2 separate regions of the Mus musculus genome follow, and region 1 is linked to region 2. The links are chromatin contacts, called in public promoter capture Hi-C maps. All regions are on one chromosome and are shown on one strand. Each heading gives the region's core, a stretch centred on a gene start, on an enhancer-like site or on the middle of the called end of the contact. The rest is flanking DNA. Distances are from core to core; before and after follow the strand shown.

Region 1 (4,518 bases), core at 141-2,640, 2.3 Mb after region 2:
GAACCTTCTGTGTTTTCTCAGCCATTAGCAGGGAAGAGATCCCTAGACAAGTTGCCGGGTCTGGGTCCAAATCTGGCGTCTAGTGTGGCGTGTGTGTACCAGGGGTGTCCTTCGTTGTTGTCTCTTGCCAGTGGCACGGGAGGAAGCGGCTGGTCCTCTCAGGCTGCAGGCTCCCTCTGAGGACAGATTGGCCACCCCCACCTCCCCACACCCCCGGCAGCACGCGTCTCTTTTGCGTCCAGATTGGCCGCGACCCGCGCTCAATAGCGGGAGGTTAATTTCCTTCACAAAGGTGAAGGGGGCACGACTCCGGGGGGGGGGGGCCCCCGCGCCCAGACAGGCGGTTGCTTTATTCCGCAGCGCCTTGATTGGAGCCCTTGATTTAGCATCTGATGTCAACCCACAGACAAAATGCCCGCTCAGAATGAAAATGCATGAGGCTGCGCAGAGGGTGAAAACCAACTTCACCGTGCGTGGCCCACTTGGGTCAACTCCACAGGCGTTGCCTACGCCCTGGACAGCGAGGAGGCTCCTGAAGCCTGGGTCCGACCCTGGCAAAGATGCCAATCCTCCGGCTTCAGGCATATTAGGGAAAGGAACGTAACTTCAGATATTCAAGTTCCTTTTGGAAGCCAGCCAGCAGGCCAGGGATGCAGCCTCGCATCCGAGGGCGATCGAAAACGTGCTATGCCAACAGTTTCTCCAACTCGAGAGAAGCTTTCGAGGCCCGCCGGCAGGTTGAGCCCGTGAGCCCAGACCCGGCGCTCCGCCGAAGCCCGCTGGCTCAACGTGTTTACTCTCTGAAGCCCGGGTTCCCGCGGCCAGAGCACGGTCGGGCCACTGGCTGTCCGGAGTTGAGTTGCGCGTTCCCCTTGCCGATGATTTTCCATACGACGCGCGGAGCTCCCGCGCCCTTCTCCCGCAGCAGCCGCGGCCCTCGGGTCGCCCCTGCCCCCACCCCATCAGCGCGCCCAATTTCCCCCTGGGCTCCGGCTCGCGGATTGAACCCTCCTGACATATTTGGGGCCATTCTTCTCCTTTGTTGCTATTTAGCTCGCGACCCGCGGGTAATCCTCGCGCGGGAGGGGGGCGCACATTGTCGTGCTGATGGACGGGCCCATTTGGCGGCTCCGCGCCCCCCGGAGGAGACACACAAAGCCCAGGCACGTGCGCCTCCCCATAGAGGAGCAGCAGACCGTGAAGGGAGGCGGGGCCGGGCGTGTGCCTGGGCCAGGCGGGGCGGCGGCGCCGGGCGCGGCGGGGCGGGGCGGGGCGGGGCGGCCGAGGGGCGCGCGCTGGGGCCCCGCGCCCTCAGGTACATCTGCCGCACCTACCGGGCGACCCTCGAGTCCCGGCCCCTTTTTTGCCGCTCCGTCGCCCTCCCGCCCTCGTCGGCGGAGGAGCTGCGGACGCTCTGATTGGCTCTGGGGGAAGCGGGAGGCGAGAACAATGGCCCCCTCCCCCCGTTAAAAGGGAGCGGCGCCCGGGCCCGGGGACAGGGACGCGCGTGCGGAGCGCAGAGCCGGGCCAGCAGCCGCGGGCACTGCGGGAGTCCCGAAGCCGCCGCGTGCAGGCGATGGGCTGGGGTCACTGAGGGCCGCCAGGGCCGAGCACGGAGGTGGGACCCAACCAGTGCGTCGCCCTTTTCACCGCGCCAACATGCCCCGCGGGTTTCTGGTGAAGCGCAGCAAGAAGTCCACGCCCGTGTCCTACCGGGTCCGCGGCGGCGAGGACAGTGACCGGGCGCTGCTGCTGTCACCCGGCTGCGGGGGCGCCCGCGCCGAGCCCCCGGTGCCCAGCCCCGGGCCGCTGCCGCCACCTCCGCCGCCGGCGCTCGCGGAGCGCGCCCATGCTGCGCTCGCCGCCGCGCTCGCCTGCGCGCCAGGCCCGCCGCCGCCACCCCCGCCAGGCCCGCGGGCCGCGCACTTCGGCAACCCCGAGGCTGCGCACCCGGCGCCTCTCTACAGTCCCACGCGGCCGGTGAGCCGCGAGCACGAGAAGCACAAGTACTTCGAGCGCAGCTTCAACCTGGGCTCGCCGGTGTCCGCTGAGTCCTTCCCCACGCCCGCCGCGCTGCTCGCAGGGGGAGGCAGCGGCGCCAACGGCGCTGGCGGCGGCGGCGGCGGCACCTGCGGCGGAGACGCGCTGCTCTTCGCTCCCGCCGAGCTCAAGATGGGCACTGCGTTCTCCGCCGGCGCCGAGGCGGCCCGGGGTCCTGGGACCGGTCCTCCACTGTCCCCCGCCGCGGCCCTGCGGCCCCCGGGCAAGCGACCGGCGCCCCCCGCCGCTGTCGCTACAGAGCCGCCCGCCAAGGCAGCCAAGGCCCCGAGCGCCAAAAAGCCGAAGGCCATCCGCAAGCTGCACTTCGAGGACGAGGTGACCACGTCGCCGGTTCTGGGGCTCAAGATCAAGGAGGGCCCGGTGGAGGCGCCGCGGGGTCGCGCGGGGGGCGCGACCCGACCCCTGGGCGAGTTCATCTGCCAGCTGTGCAAGGAGGAGTACGCTGACCCGTTCGCGCTGGCGCAGCACAAGTGCTCGCGCATCGTGCGCGTGGAGTACCGCTGCCCAGAGTGCGCCAAGGTCTTCAGCTGCCCGGCCAACCTGGCCTCGCACCGCCGCTGGCACAAACCACGGCCGGTGCCCGCGGCGGCCCGCGCGCCAGAGCCAGAAGCCGCCACCAGGGCGGAGGCGCGCGAGGCTGCGGGCGGCGGCAGCAGCGATCGGGACACGCCGAGCCCTGGCGGCGTATCCGAGTCAGGCTCCGAGGACGGGCTCTACGAGTGCCACCACTGCGCCAAGAAGTTCCGTCGCCAGGCCTATCTGCGCAAGCACCTGCTGGCACATCACCAGGCGCTGCAGGCCAAAGGCGCGCCCCCGCCCCCGCCGCCGCCGCCACCCCCCGCCGAGGACATCCTGGCTTTCTACGCGGGGCCCGACGAAAAGGCGCCCCAGGAGGCCTCGGGCGACGGCGAGGCGGCCGGCGTGCTGGGCCTGAGTGCGACCGCCCAGTGCCACCTGTGCCCAGTGTGCGGGGAGACCTTCCCCAGCAAGGGCGCCCAGGAGCGCCACCTGCGCCTGCTGCACGCTGCCCAGGTGTTCCCCTGCAAGTACTGCCCGGCCACCTTCTACAGCTCCCCGGGCCTGACCCGGCACATCAACAAGTGCCACCCGTCTGAGAATAGACAGGTGATCCTCCTTCAGGTGCCTGTGCGTCCGGCCTGCTAGAGTGCGCCCTCGGTCCGGGGGCCCCCAGAACTGTGCCTTCACTCGGAGACCCACAAAGAGAGAGCGCCCCCCATGCCTGATCTGGGGGTCCCCTACTCCCATTCCAGGGTGAAAGTGTCCTCTTCGCTTCGCTTCGGTGGAGCATGACCACCTGGTCTTCTCGCTGTGACTCCTTTGGACCCCAACCCCTTTGCGTTGTGCCCCCCCCCCCAAGCCCCATGGCGCAACAGGAGTCCGTCTCTTTCTGTACAGGGGAGGAAAAAAATGCTGTATACGTTTGTCTCGTGGTTGGACGCCTCCTTTTGAGGGGCAAAGCTGTTTTTCTTGCTAGTATTCGCTGTGTTCATGGTCTAGAAAATGCGGTTTGCTCTGCCTACCAATCTCTGCTCTCTATGTCTGTAGCGTACGGGTTGTTTTGGGTGAATCTTGAGGAATAAAATGCCTTTATATTTCACAGGCTGTAAATTGAACTTCCCACACGATTAGCTTTATTATGGCTTGTGAACTGCTGGAGTCTGGCTTTACCTTTTTGTATGTGAACAAATCAAATTGCTTAAAAAAGAGTTTTCTTTAGTATAGCCACAAATGCCTTGACCTGTTGTCTGTTGGGGATTGTTTTTTGGGGGTGGGAGGAGTTCTAACGAGATGCTGTAGTAACTGCCTCAGTATATCCCGGAAGACTTTTGGTTTAATCATCTTTGTTGAGGTAGGGCTATTGAGTTCCTTTGACATGTATATGTTGATTGATGCACAATTGTTATTTATTCTTTATTTATTTATATTAATTATGAAGATTATGATATTATTTGATTGCAGATTCTCTCTCTCTCTCTCTCTTTCTCTCTCTCTCTCTCTCTCTCTCTCTCTCTCTCTCTCTCTCTCTCTGAGCTTTCCCCCTGCCACTTTTGACATTTCACTGTGCATTTTAGGAAAGAATCGTTTTTTCTAGAGGGGTCTGCTGAAAGTTTTAACTTTTCTATCTATCGAGGGAATTACAGACAACATACCATTTTATTCTGCTTGAGGGGCCCCAAGGCCCTTGTACAACCGACAGCTCTTACTTTTAAATGCAATCTCTTTTCTACATACATTATTTTCTTAATTGTTAGCTATTTATAGAAAGCTTCGATAGAACTGTTTCAACTGTATAAATATTTACTATTCAAATAAAATATTTTCAAAGTCAAAATATTGTGGTCTTATTTCAGCATCAAGTAGTTCCCTCCAAGGAGGATCTAAAATAGATTTTAAATGGTGTTTTTTAGTGGTTTCTTAAAAGCACCCTTCTTCCGA
Region 2 (4,720 bases), core at 1,274-3,773:
TCTCACTAGTATATAATTTATTCTTCTCTGCTACTCATATTAGTGAATTCAAATGAAATCACTCCTGTGTTCAAAGATCCAGTGCCCAAAAACTTTCTAAATGAGACAAATGGCACCCACCCATCTCCTATTCACTGACATTTATGCCTTGCTGAGCTGCTGTGATAGACTGACTTACTGTAAACAGAACAACAGCAACTTCTCATGGTTCTGTAAGCTTGGGAAGTCCAGTATCAAGGGACCAGTAGATTCAGTGTCTGGTGAGGAACCATCCCCTGCCCCACCCCAGGGTTTCTCTGTGTAGCCCTGGCTATCCTAGAACTTGCTCTGTAGACTAAGACAAGGCTGGCCTCGAACTCAGAGCCCTGCCTGCCTCTACTTCCCAGTGCTGGCATTAAAGGCGTGGGCCACTACTGACCGGCAGAACCATTTCTTTATTCATACACTGCGATCTTCTCCCACTCTTGTAAGCTCTGACCTGACAACCTAGGTTAGCTTAAAGACCGACTTTCAAATAGTATTACATCACATTGGGAATTAGGTTTCAACATTTGGTCAATATAGCATTTTATTAAAATTTGATCCTTCTCAGAATGAGAAGAATAAAAATAGCTAGAGCAACTGGGGGTAAATGTGGGGGTTAAAGTTCGGTGGGAGTTCATTTGAGGTTACGGTGAGCAGATACATTAATTTGTCTGACAAATCCTAAACCATCTTCAGATACTGGCTCACTTAGGAAAACATTTATTAAACATGTAGCACATTGATGGGCTGGGCCCCTTCATGTAGAACGCACCCCAAATTTCTGTCTTTCTGGGACTCCCAGTTTGATCTGGGAACAGTGGCAAATATATTAAAAAAAAAAACAGTTCATAGCCACAAAACATCCATGAAAGCCCAAGAAAGGTGTCCCCTCCCCGTTCCCTGATTTCCATGAAGTTAATGATTATGGAAAGACATAAAACGGATTCGCTGGAAATATGTCAAAAAAAAAAAAAATCCAGGCTGGCAGGTGATAGGAACACAGTTACTGGGCAAATCCATAAGGAGAGGGAGTGAGGCTAGAGGCAGAGGAGCCAGAGAGACTTGCTTAAGATTCTGGAAGAAGCTGGGTGGTGGCGGCGCACGCCTTTAATCCCAGCTCTTGGGAGGCGGATTTCTGAGTTCGAGGCCAGCCTGGTCTACAAAGTGAGTTCCAGGACAAAAAAAAAAAAAAAAAAAAAAAAAAAAATCTGGAAGAAGGCACAGAAAATTTTATGCAGTAAACAGCATTCTTGTATTTGGACAGGATTGTGGAGGACGAAACACCAATGATAGGTTGAACCGTCCTTAAATGAAGTCTCATTTAGTGGGGTCAGAGTCCTGAGCAGAAAAAAACAAAAAACCAACCCCAAAAAAAAACAAAAATAAGCCAGAAGGGTTCGGGCTGCAGCTGGATGTAGGTTCTTTCTCTTCAGTGTGATTACCAATTATTAATACCAAAGACTTGTTAAAAGGGCAAACTCTTAGGTTACATTCTAGGTGCACGGAGCCAGAACTAAGAAATCTTTGAGCAAACTCTCCAGGTGATTCTGACGCCACTGCCGTAGCCTGCCAAACACCCCGTGGCAATGCAGTAAGGGATTAGAATTGCCACGACTTGCCTTTAATCTTAAGAAAGAAACAAAACCCTTAAAACTAATGGGAACCGCGGTTTGCTACCTAGGGTAGATTTTTTTTATATAGCGCCCAGAAAACAGAAACAAAGAAAAACAACGATCATGTTGCCCAAAAGCCTTCTTAGATAATTAAGACTTTTTTTATAGAGATCCTGATGTTCTCGTTGCCTAAATTCAGTTCAAAAGTGAGGTGATCATCCCACGTCTTACGAGTTCCTTTTATTCGCTACAAAAACACCCGGAGAAAACAAGGCTAGGATTGCGGGTGGCCCTGTGGAAGCAGTATTTCCGTGCAACCGCCCTTTAGGAAAACACAATTCCCCAATGAGAAACCCCCAAGCGCAGCGGCGGGGCCCGGCCCACAGTCCCGGGCCACGCGGCGTCCCCCACGCACCCCCCGCGGGCCACTGGGCCTCCTCCCAGCCCGCTCAGAAGATAAACAAATCACTCCTGTTTTCCAGTCCTGGAATAAGCGCTGACTCACACAGCACTTTGATCAGCCACGGTCGCCTCAGGAAGGAGGAAAACTGTGCAGATTTTTCCCTCTCACGCGACGGCCCGAAGTGCCGCGCTGACCAATCAGGACTGGGTGGTGGGAACAGCACCAAAGTAGGTAAAAAAATGCGGGTCGCGGTCCCTGAGAGCCGTTTTGAGAGTTCTCGTCGCCAAGCAGAGCACCCGCCCACCGGCATTCGCCCCGCCCACTCCGCGCCGGGGCCCCGCCCCTAGCGGCGCGCACACCTGGCCAGGTGGCGACTTCCATGTATGGGCAAAGGCCGCGCGGTAGGCGGGGCATCGCGTGGTCCCGCCTCCAGGGCAGGGCCAGATTCCCCGGAGCGTCCTGTGTCCACCCTTCACGGAGCAGCAGCCCGGGCGCTCCTCTGGGCGGGGAACCCATGCACTCCCCTTAACTGGAGAGGGGTTTCCAGTTGTCTGGAGACTATTGGGACTCCTGGGTGGGGCCTGTCTGGGGAGGCCGGCCTGTTGCGTAGCAACGGTGGGCGGAGCGAGGGGCGCGCGCAGCCGCAGTCTGGCTGGAACTCGTGCCCGCCCTTAATAAGCTCGAGCTGCCGCGTCCGCCCTGCGCCTGCTCTCCTGCTTTTGCTACCCGGAGGACGAAGGTGCACAGACTTTGCCGTCAGGCTCCTAGCTCTCCTCCCGAAGTCCGCCCCAGCGAACATGGTGAGTGATCCTCGGGCGTGTGCTAAGGGAGGGGTCGGTTCCAAGGCAGCTCCTGGGCGGCATCATGCCCACCGTTCCAGGCCGCCGCCCGGGATCCCCTTCGGCCCGGCCTCGCTGCCTTCGATCCCGAAGTCGGTAGATCCCCGGGATGGGCGGCCGAACCTGAGACCATCCGTGTGGGCGCGGTTTTCTCCAAGGCCAGCTTGGTGACCCGTGAGCTTTTCCAGCCCTTTTTACTGAGAAGGAAAAGGATTTTATTGAACACTCTAGAGGGCGGAGTAATTGCTAGTGAGCGTGATTAAGAACCGGGTGGCCTTGCCGTGGCTTTGTTTGTCGTATCTGGCAATCAGCTTCAGTGGCACTCTCGTTGGGCTTGTCAAGCTTGGCAGTGGCTCTTTTAACCCTTCCCTGCCGGGTCCATTCATCCATGCTAGAAATTTGCCTTTACCTGAGAACAAGGCTTTACCACAACTTTGGGTGCAAGTCCTGGACATGATGTTGTTGCTTTTCAGATGCAAATTTAAAAACTTTCAGAAAGCCCGTATAATTACTCCAGCCCTTTAAAAAGAGAAACATTCGTTGTATTGAGATGGTAGAGATTTTGCTTAATTTACAAACTTCTCTACCTCCAAAGTGTTACTCAAATCGGTTGTAAAACAGTATCTCAACTGGGCGATCAGGTGGAACATTTTGTCACTGTAGTCTGCACAATGTTACCATTTTTGGTCAATGATTTGCTGGCAAGGCCTTGCCTCACTGCTAGAAATACTATCCTGTTGCTACATCTGTGCGCCGGGAAACAGTTGGTACCCACTTATCTGTCTACAGAGTGTTTTCACTGAATAACAACTTTGGTTTTTTCTTAGGATATAGCAACTGGCTTGCAGGTGCAGGCTGGCTCATTAGATTAAATGGATAGTTTTCTTGAAAACGGACCATGCTTAGCTGTGCCTTGATATTAAGTCATGTTTGGGTTTAATGCTATGAGCTACAAATATTTCAGACCTTGAAGTCTGTTGAACCTCAGCAAGATTTTAAGTGTATGTATATGTTGATTTATAGTAAAGACTAAATCCAAAGGTTTTGAGTGCTGATAAACTTTTAAATTTGAGCACTCAGTGTAATAAAGTGAACTGGTGTCTGCTCTCCAGTCTTCTTTTAGTTGAGAATGCAAAAGTATTTAAAACAGGGCCAAACATTCTAAACGTAAAAGCTTGGCTTTAAAGCTTAATTTTTTGTTCGGTGTACATTCAAATAAAATGAAAATAGAGTCTGTTGGATTTCCTGGTACTTGGGGGAGACAAAAATAAAAACTAAAGGTGGGTTCATTCTTACATCCAAGTACTGATATATTTATTATGGTCTGAGGACTTGGGTACGGGAGTGCCACGGTGCTTTGAGGAGCCAGTTTTCCTTTCACTGTGGGTTCTGGGAATTGAACTTAGGTTGTCAGACTTGCCTGGCAAGTACTTTCACCTGCTGAGCCAGTTTGCCAGTTCTGGATATGTTTTAAGAATGAGGAATTTAGAACACAGACTTTACTATGTTTGGTTTTATAAGCACAGAAGATCTCCATTCAGTCCAGCTATTAGAGAATGGGGGGTGGGGCGAAGGGAGAGATAGAGAGATTTTCCTTTATTATCCCAGATTCTAGCACTTTTCTGTATTTGAAACCTTTTTACATTTGGTAGTAGGCTGCTGAGGCAGATCTTGTTCTGTAATTCAGAACCACACGGAACTCACTGTGAAGCCCAAGCTGGACTTGAACTTGAGGCGATGCAGGTGCTAGGATTTCGGGTGTCAAGAACAACACTGGTTTTGTATTTTTATATTTGAGTTGGGGCCTTGGATTAGGCCAGAGTGGCCTGGCATTCTACTCT

Evidence for each region. Promoter capture Hi-C pulls out the DNA fragments that hold promoters and counts their contacts.
Region 1: a promoter capture Hi-C map of pre-B cells shows a contact between it and region 2, with 7 times the contacts expected there. The contact joins the promoter of Insm1 here to the promoter of Dstn in region 2.

What each region holds. Positions count from the first base shown.
Region 1 is chr2:146,220,607-146,225,124 of GRCm38.p6, forward strand. Insm1 (insulinoma-associated 1) reads left to right here and starts at 1,391. Exons shown (of 1, transcript NM_016889.3): 1 at 1,391-4,414. The coding sequence starts at 1,660. The coding sequence ends at 3,225.
Region 2 is chr2:143,912,808-143,917,527 of GRCm38.p6, forward strand. Dstn (destrin) reads left to right here and starts at 2,524. Exons shown (of 4, transcript NM_019771.2): 1 at 2,524-2,840. The coding sequence starts at 2,838. It also overlaps a transcript of Bfsp1 not described here.